Linked DNA regions of Sus scrofa: region 1 is linked to region 2. A link is a contact called in public Hi-C data. All regions are on one chromosome and are shown on one strand. The core of a region is the stretch at or near the end of the contact, and the rest is flanking DNA. Distances in the headings are between cores, read along the strand shown.

Region 1 (4,382 bases), core at 667-3,166, 110 kb after region 2:
ACTACATACATGACAAGAAACAAGAAGATTCACAAGCATAACAATAGCATAAACTCACTGTTCAGGAATGTGACTGGTTGTCCTACCTAAGAGTAGGGTCAAAAGCGTCCAGGGAAATTAATACAGCACAGGTATACAGTCAAAAATGAAGAAGGAGCCCATGTCTCCTAGTCCCACCCCCTAAAAAGTCAGGATTTCAGGACAGGATGAGCACCTGAACCACCAATCTTTCGTCTTTTTTTTTTTTTGGTTGCGGGGCAGGCTGCACCCACCAAATGTAAAAGTTCCTGACCAGGCACTGAGCCCAAGCCACGAAAGTGACAACGCTGGATCCTTAACCCGCTAGGCCAAAAGGGAACTCCTTTTTTCTCTTTTTTAAAAAGATTTCTCAGGACAAGGATTCCATAAACTCTTTATTGAGCTCATTCCAATGCCTGGCCAGAAAAGACATACTACTACTAAGTTTTTCATTTTATCCACATAAGACTAGATACAAACCAGTGTTATTACTAAAGGAAGCTCAAATTGGAGAGAAAAAAAAAATTAAAAAAAACACCAAGGAAAAAGTTTTTCTTGTTTTTAAATATTTTAATGGAAATATGTCTGGTCAGATTTCCAAAACTGGGCTAACAGTGTTTAAACATTGTGCCAGAATATTTGAGAAGCTTAATGAAATAAAACAAATAGAAGTATCTGTTTCAAAAGTAAACGTGATACAATAGAGAAAACTTTATTCTAAAATGATTTTAATTTATTGACCAAGCTACATGGTAAGAAAAATCATTTCAAATTGTTTTTCATCTCCACAGCAGTATTTGAAGTTGATGGGCTTTCCCAGAGAGTATGGAGATCTCAAGCGACTCTCAATTAGCCCTCAATTTCTCTTTTAAATGAATCTGCTGACCTGTGGTCTTTAAACATCCATAAATCTTGCCCCAGCCGATAAATATCTAACTTTTTCTTCTAAGGGGAGTGTGTGGGTGTCTGTCTGCAGGGAAGGGGTAACCCTTTTTGGTTTTTGACCAAAGAATGTTGACGGTTTTCTAAGCAAATGTTTCTTCCTATGCACGAGGCTTTTTCTTTGAAGCTGCCTTTTTTTCCCATCTATCCTGCACGTCAAGCCTGGGGCCCCCACATTCTGGCCCGTCCCTTCACCCTGTCCAATCCCATATAGTTCCCTTAATTTCCGCGCGGGGTGACACCAGAGGGCCGAGCGCGAAGCCTGCGGCTGGCGCTAACTAGGCGCGAAGAGGGCGGACTGCTGTCACTGGGGAGCAGGCGTGGGCCAAAGCCGAGGTGATTTCTGACTGCTCATCGCCCAGCCCCGCGTGGCTGAAGGTCTCCGAACCCCTCGGTCCGGCCCGGCAAGCCAGGCGTGCAGCTGTCGCGGTGCAGGAAGCTAATCGCGGCCTCTGGGCCGCTTTGACAGGCCGAGTTGGAAAAGAAAGGGGTTCACTGCGACTAGTAGCCTCACCCCTTCAGCTAAGAGACCTCGAGAGCGAAACCCCCGCCTCGGCCTCAAGGCAAGCGAGAGACCTCGGAGCCACAGCCCAGCCCAGCAGGGGCCCGCCCAGGGGCCACTCCCCAAGGGAGGCAGCCAGTCACTCGCCCGCCCTTCCGGGCCCGCTCCGGAGGGGACGGTCTCCCGCCCGCCCTCAACAGCTCCTCAGGCCAGGCCCCCAGGGCTTCGTCCACCTCTCACCTTTGACGACGCGGTCAGCCCCGGGAGGGGGCGGCGGGGGCGGGGGTGGGGGCGGTGCAGCCCGGGCCGGCTCCGGGGCGGCCATGCTGGGCCCGGGGCTCGGCTAGGCGCTGGGCCGGGCGGGGTTGGGGGCGGGGGCGGCGGCTACCAGAGCCAAGCGGCGGCGCCGCCGGGGAACATGGCGGACCCTCTTTCCCTACAGAGGGGCTAAGACCGGCATGCACCGCGCGTGCGGGGGCGGGGGCGGAGCAGGCTCTAGGGACTTGGGCAAAATTACTGAGGCTAGGAGAGAAACAGGACGAGGCTAAGGGATCAGGTTAAAATTCTGGGCAGGCAGAAATAAAAGAGAAGGGAGAGGACCTGCTGTCTATAGCTAGTTGCTGGGGTGAATGAGTGCTTGGGATCACCAGCTTTCATGGAGCTTCCAATAATATGGGGAGACGTAATCAAACCTTAGAATCTCTTAGTAATAGAGAAACAAACGTATAACAATTTGGCCACCAGATCTGCGTACTTTGGTTGGTAAGAGACAGGAGAAATAGAGGAAGCTTTGTAGGTTCTACAGCAAAGCAAGCGTTCAAAATGGAGTTTGAGAGAGAATCTGACCCTGTGTTTATAGGCTGGAACTGCCAAGAGTGGGAAGGCATGGAATAAAAATGCAGCCACAGCAGACGAGGCTCCGAGGGTTGAGTCAAAACAGGAGGAAAGGAAGGGATGACACCAGGAGATGTTCAAAGGGTCTACAGAATTCACCGGAAAAGGACAGCTTCCCTCTTGATTCATTTAGAAAATAGAGATTTTTAAGACAGAGGCGTAAATAGGAAATTAGTTCCTCATTAGAAAAACCTCAGAGTATTTCTGTGCATACATACAGAAATGTGGGCTCAGGACTTTCGGAAATTTTATAGAGACAGATATTCATGGAGAAGGGAGTAGTGGGACAGGAACCAACTCTTCAAGCAACAATTATTAGATGAAGAGTGTGCGTATGACTCCAGTAGAGGTACTGAATCATGAACAGAGACCAGCATGTCCAGTAAGATCTATATAATCTTGATGACATAGGATCCAAGCTTTAGCGTGAGAAATTCCTGCCCATCCTCCTGCTCAAGACTGCATGGGCTTATGTTCATAATGTTTAATAATTAGGTAAACAGTTGTCCAGAGATGTCAAAGAGCACCTTTCTACCTCTTCGTTTTATTAGGTCTCAATGATTCTGAGACCTGAGGTAAAAGAGAAGAGAAATGCCCAGTGAGTATTCTTTGCAAAGGGAGCCCACAAGATATTTCTAAGAGGTAGATAAATTTGGGAGTGAGGCAGGGTGAAAATGGATCTTTCTGGTATGAAAGTGCAATAATCCTATAGGGGAAGGGAAGGGGTAGCCATGGGAAGAGATCAAGGAAGGGATAAGAGGCACATCACAAACTTGTAGAAGAAGGGCCCAAGAGTATAAAGATAAGGAGTAAGTTTGTAAGAGGAGTTTGAATCCCCAGAAAATCTACCCAAGGAGGGGAGGAAAAAGTGTGTAATGTGTTGAGTGCCTCTTGGCAGAAAAGGGATAGAAAATACACTGATAGCAGTAATAACAAGGAGTTCCCATTGCGGCACAGCGGAAATAAATCCGACTAGGAACCATGAGGTTGCAGGCTTGATCCCCACCCTCACTCAGAGGGTTAAGGATCCGGTGTTGTCGTGAGCTGTGGTGTAGGTCACAAATGCATCTCAAATCCTGCATTGCTGTGGCTGTGGTATAGGCCAGCAGCTATAGCTCCAATTCGACCCCTAGCCTGGGAACCTCCGTATGCTGCGGGTGTGGCCCTAAAAAGCAAAAAATAATAATTAGTAATAGGGAAAGTCAGTCTATATTAGGTCCCATTGACTCCTACCTTGAATATACACCCTTCAAATATCCTTCAGCTCCTTTTTGGCTCCTCACTGTCAATCACAGATAGATATCTTTGTGTCATGGCTCTCTCTGAGAGCCCCAGGCCACTTCGAATTGGTATTTCTGGCTTCTCCAGGCCTCCCACCCCAAAATAAAAAATTGAGAGTATATAAAAGGCATTAAATAGACAATTAAATGACAAGAAATTAAATAGAACTATCTCATAGATTTATTAATGAAAAATACTTTACAAAAACAGTATGTTTGACCCTAAAATAGTTCAGCTGACTCTGAGGGTTTACAATGGCGACTGAGCAAGTGGCAGTAATGGCTCTGCTGCAGACGACAGGAGGGTATGTTAGTGTGCCTGACTCCATCTGTTCAGAAGAGCAAATACTGTGTTGGCAGCTCCGCATTCTAGGCCTAAGGTTTGGGAGCAGAGGGAAGGCTGGTAGTCTGGGCAGATGGGCTAGCCTGAATGATGTGGTCAGGACCAAGACCACATAGCTACATGTTCCTCCAAGGATGGGGGGGTGAGGAAATCACAAGATCAGGTAACAGGGATGGGCGGATAAAACACAAAACAGATGTTGGTAATATAGTAAGGAACAGAGGATGAGGGCTTAGGTGCAGGTGGAGGCATAGATATCCAGAACTAAAATGGTGACCCTAAGATCCTAAGCAATAGCTAGTTTCCAGAGTAATATGGATTCATCTTTAAAGTGGGTCAAATAAAGCCCTAAACAGCAGCTGCTTCCTTTTGCTAGGTGAATGGAAATTGGAATTTCAAATAT
Region 2 (4,425 bases), core at 1,397-3,896:
AAGAGGTGATATCTTGATGCTCCAGACATTATTAGTATTCTCTTTCCAGTGACAGTCTAATTTTCTGGGTTACCTAAAAGTCTCAGATCACTTGTTCAATTCTACGTCTCCAGGCTTATTCAGGACTTAGGCCTTGACAATTTTCTTATTAAGCTAACATTTGAAATGACTTTTTGCATGAGTCTTTTTTCCTTTTCAATAGCAGCATGTAAATTAGGCCTTCACTAGCCTGACCTTAGAGGAAAGCCAATTTCACCTCACTGAGCCTGAATTTCACCTTCTATAAAATGGACCTGTTTCACATTTGTTGCGAATATCCCTAAAAGAGTAAAACTGCTTAACCTATGAAGCACCAAACAAATGGTGTTACTAATACGCACAACTTTTTCTTAATGCTCAACTACTCCCTTAAAAATAAGTAATCTGTCATACATTTTTGCAGCCACTGAGTGCCCGGCACTATGCCTTGTCCGCAAGAGGCATTAGTGGTGTATCTGTTGAACAATGAGTTCAAGAAGCCTGGCCAGTTACACGTTCTAGTCAGGGCAGTCAGAAAGGGGGTCCTCTTGCCACAAACAAGGCATGGGTTTCTTAGTATCTGCTCAGAAGCAGATGGGGGAGATCAAATTAGAAATGAGTTAGATTGGAATTCCCGTAGTGGCTCAGTGGTTAAAGACTCCGACTAGGAACCATGAGGTTGCGGGTTCAATCCCTGGCCTTGCTCAGTGGGTTAACGATCCGGCGTTGCCGTGAGCTGTGGTGTAGGTCGCAGACGCGGCTCGGATCCTGCGTTGCTGTGGCTCTGGCGTAGGCCGGCGGCTACAGCTCCGCTTGGACCCCTAGCCTGGGAACCTCCATATGCCATGGGAGCGGCCCTAAAAGTGGCAAAAAGACAAAAAAAAAAAAAGAAAAAGAAAAAGAAAAAAGAAAAGAAAGAAATGAGTTAGATTGGAGTTCCCGTAGTGGCTCAGTGGTTAACGAATCCGACTAGGAACCATGAGGTTGCGGGTTCATCCCTGGCCTTGCTCAGTGGGTTAAGGATCCGGTGTTGCCGTGAGCTGTGGTGTAAGTCGCAGATGCTTCTTGGATCCCGTGTTGCTGTGGCTGTGGCGTAGGCCGGCGGCTACAGCTCCTCTTCCCTCTCCGACCCCTAGCCTGGAGGTTCCTCCATATGCCGCGGGTGCGGTCCTAGAAAAGACAAAAAAAAAAAGAAATGAGTTAGATGAAGGCGATGCTGTGACTGGAGGGTGGTCTGTGAGCAGGGGCCCGGTCTGCGCTTACTGCGGGGGATCTCGGCGCAAAGTGGGAAGCGGGGTCTAAGTCTGGCTTCGGGTGGGAGGCCTGGGTTGGCGGGAGTCCTCGCTTAGCCGGGGGTCCGGCAGTGCAGTCGTGCTGGGATGTGGTCTCCGCCTTTCAGTCTGGCCCAAAGTTGAAAAGAAAAGTCCGAGATGCGGAGGCGGGGAAGAGACACTTTTCTAACAAGTGAGAGCGCTCTTAGATCGACACAAACTTGTTTTTCGTAACTATAGCAACCAACTGCCTCTCGCGAGAACTTGTACTGACCACAAGTTTATCCCAAGACTCGCGATAACATTGTCTGGGAGGTAAACGAGAGGCGGTGCAAGACGAGTTCCCGCGCCTGCGCTCTAGAACTACGTCCGCACCCACGGACCTACGAGTGCGCCTCAACGCTTCGTCCAGACCTGGAGCGATTCCCTCGTTCTTCTGAGGATGACCCTTTCTTTTAGCGAAAGTTTTGGTTAACTTCAAGGTTTTCTACCTTTCAATTTTGCTTTATCCACTTCTTTTTTTCCCAGTTTTTCCTCAATAAATAAGGATAAAAACCAAAAGGAAATTTATTTAAAGATAAAAGCCTTTATGAAACGATTTTTAAAAACAGGTCATTAAAATCTTTTTTCTGTAAAAAATGCAGAAAGACAGTATTTTAAAAGTGAGCTTGGCTATCATTCACGGTGATAATGCAAAACTATGTTGCTTTTAGTGCTCAGTATTTACAATAAGCAGAATTGAAGTATGTGACGTTAATGCAAAACTTTAATATATTTGAATTTCAGCGTTACTTTAGAGTAGGAATGGCAAAATATAATAGCAAAAACCTAGAAACAGGAGTTCCCGTCGTGGCTTAGTGGTTAAGGAATATGACTAGCATACAAGAGGACACAGGTTTAGTCCCTGGTTTTGCTCCGTGGGTTAAGGATCCTCTGTTGTCCTGAGCTGTGGTGTAAGCTGGACGCTGCAGCTCGGATTAGACCTCTGGCCTGGGAACCTTCATACGCCGCCAATTCGGCCTTAAAAAAAGCACACGCATACACGCAAAAGCCAAACCTGGAAACAGCCCAACATAAGAATGGATGAATACACTGATATATATTCCAGAATAGCATATTACAAAACAAAGGAATGAACTACAGCTACTTACAACATGGATGGATGAATCTTAGCAATATACATACTTTAAAATGTTGGCCAAATCAGAGATAATTTGAGCTTCAAAATAGACAATGATACTAAGTGAAGTCAGCACTGACATCGTATATTATCACTTACATGTGGAATCTTAGAAAAAGGACACAATGAACTTCTTTGCAGAACAGATACTGACTCACAGATTTTGAAAAACATTGTTTCCAAATGAGACAGGTTGGGGGGTCGGGGGATGTGCTGGGGGTTTGGGATGGAAATGCAATAAAACTGGGTTCTGATGATGGTTGTACAACTATAAATGTAATAAAATCCATTGAGTAATTTAAAAAATAAAAATGAGAGAAAGGAAAGCTCTAACAGTAGAATGCCAACTCAGTAATTGAGAGGAATTGACACAGAGAATTACCATTTTGCACCAACTACAGAAGTGTATGGTATGACTCAGGCAGGAGTCTTCAATGCTAAGGTTGGTGTGTAGAGGCTTGATGAGGAATAAGATATTGGCATGATTTTGGAATACTAATGGATTACAAAGGGGAAAACTGTGACATTAAGAAACCAACACTACCAAGCGATGAGGGTTAAAACACCAGTGTCAGGAGTCTACATTTCATTCCTCCTGATGAGACTCACTGGGAAAAGCAAAATATGTTGTGGTGTTCCTATAATCAGGGGGACCCAGGTTATAGGCCATTCTATAGAAAGTAAGGCCTGTACTCTTTGGATTTTTTAATGTTTTTATGGCCACACGCATGGCTGGGCTGGGGATAGAACCTGTGCCTCAGCAGCGATCCAAGCTGCAGCAGTGAGATTCTTAACCCACCACCCTACAGCAGGAACTCCAAGGCCTGTATTCTTTAATAAAACTGTCGAGGCCAGGGAAGATTAGCAGCACTTCTAGATTAAAGGAGTTTAAAGATACATGACAACTAAATGCAATATGTATTCCTGTATAACATGTTGGTCCAGGAAGGAAAAGAGACATTATTGGGACATCGGATGGAATTTGAATGGGATCAGTAGATTGGGTGGTAATATTGGACCAATATTGATTTCCTGATGTGGTACTTTGTTTGCTGTTATGTAGGAGAGTGTCCCTGTTTAGGGGAAAATACCTACTGGAGTGATGAGATATCATGCCTTCAGTTTCCGTCTCAGCCCTCAAAAGTTCCAGAAAAAGACTGATAACTAGGGATCTATGCACATGCACACACACACACACACACAGAGTGAGTAATGAAGCAGTAACCTAATATGAACTAGATGAGAATCTGGGTGACGAGGAAATGGGAGTTCTTTGCACTGTTCTGGCAACTTTCTATACATTTGAAATTATTTCAAAACAAATGATTAAACTATACACACACACACACACAATTCTCCATGGAAATTCCTTGCTTAGGATATGGTTACTAGAGCCAAGTTTTTAAAAATAAATTGTATTTCTGCTAATGAATATATAAAAATTTAAAAAACTAAGAGAGGAATTCCCGTCGTGGCACAGTGGTTAACGAATCTGACTAGGAACCATGAGGTCACAGGTTTGATCCCTGGCCTTGCTCAGTGGGTTAAGGACCTGGCGTTGCCGTGAGCTGTGGTGTAGGCTGCAGATGCGGCTCGGATCCCGCGTTGCTGTGGCTCTGGCGTAGGCCAGCGGCTACAGCTCAGATTGGACCCCTAGCCTGGGAATCTCCACATGCTGCAGGAGCGGCCATAGAAAAGGCAAAAGGGCAAAACATAAAATAAAATAAAATAAAAAACCAAGAGAAAGATTTTTTTAAGTTGCAACGTTATAAATAATAAAAACATCTCAAAATAAAACTATGGAACAATTGAGTAAGGCATTTATCTCTGGATTTTTTTCCCAAGTGAGCGTTGTGAGTGAATTTGCACTGAGATAGCCATCCTACCTTGTGTACAACATACTTTTTCCACATAATAAGCTAGACTTAGGACAAAGTCTTTGCTAGGGAACTGCTC

The links. Hi-C and Micro-C count contacts between places; a contact is called where the count stands out from the background.
Region 1: a contact with region 2 is called in a Hi-C map of liver, with 3 times the contacts expected there. The contact joins the promoter of PPP3CB here to the promoter of CFAP70 in region 2. A contact is called at or near these places in 2 of 47 Hi-C or Micro-C datasets (heart right ventricle and liver) and 1 of 2 datasets of contacts at active chromatin or transcription factors (alveolar macrophages).

Annotation. Positions count from the first base shown.
Region 1 is chr14:76,303,429-76,307,810 of Sscrofa11.1, forward strand. It overlaps PPP3CB (serine/threonine-protein phosphatase 2B catalytic subunit beta isoform), which reads right to left and starts at 1,917. Exons shown (of 23, transcript XM_021072583.1): 1 at 1,703-1,917. The coding sequence starts at 1,787. LOC110256628 (a long non-coding RNA gene) reads left to right here. Exons shown (of 2, transcript XR_002338398.1): 1 at 1-1,715. USP54 (inactive ubiquitin carboxyl-terminal hydrolase 54) reads right to left here. Exons shown (of 25, transcript XM_021072539.1): 25 at 3,795-4,382.
Region 2 is chr14:76,197,252-76,201,676 of Sscrofa11.1, forward strand. CFAP70 (cilia- and flagella-associated protein 70) reads right to left here and starts at 2,647. Exons shown (of 27, transcript XM_013983341.2): 1 at 1,282-2,647.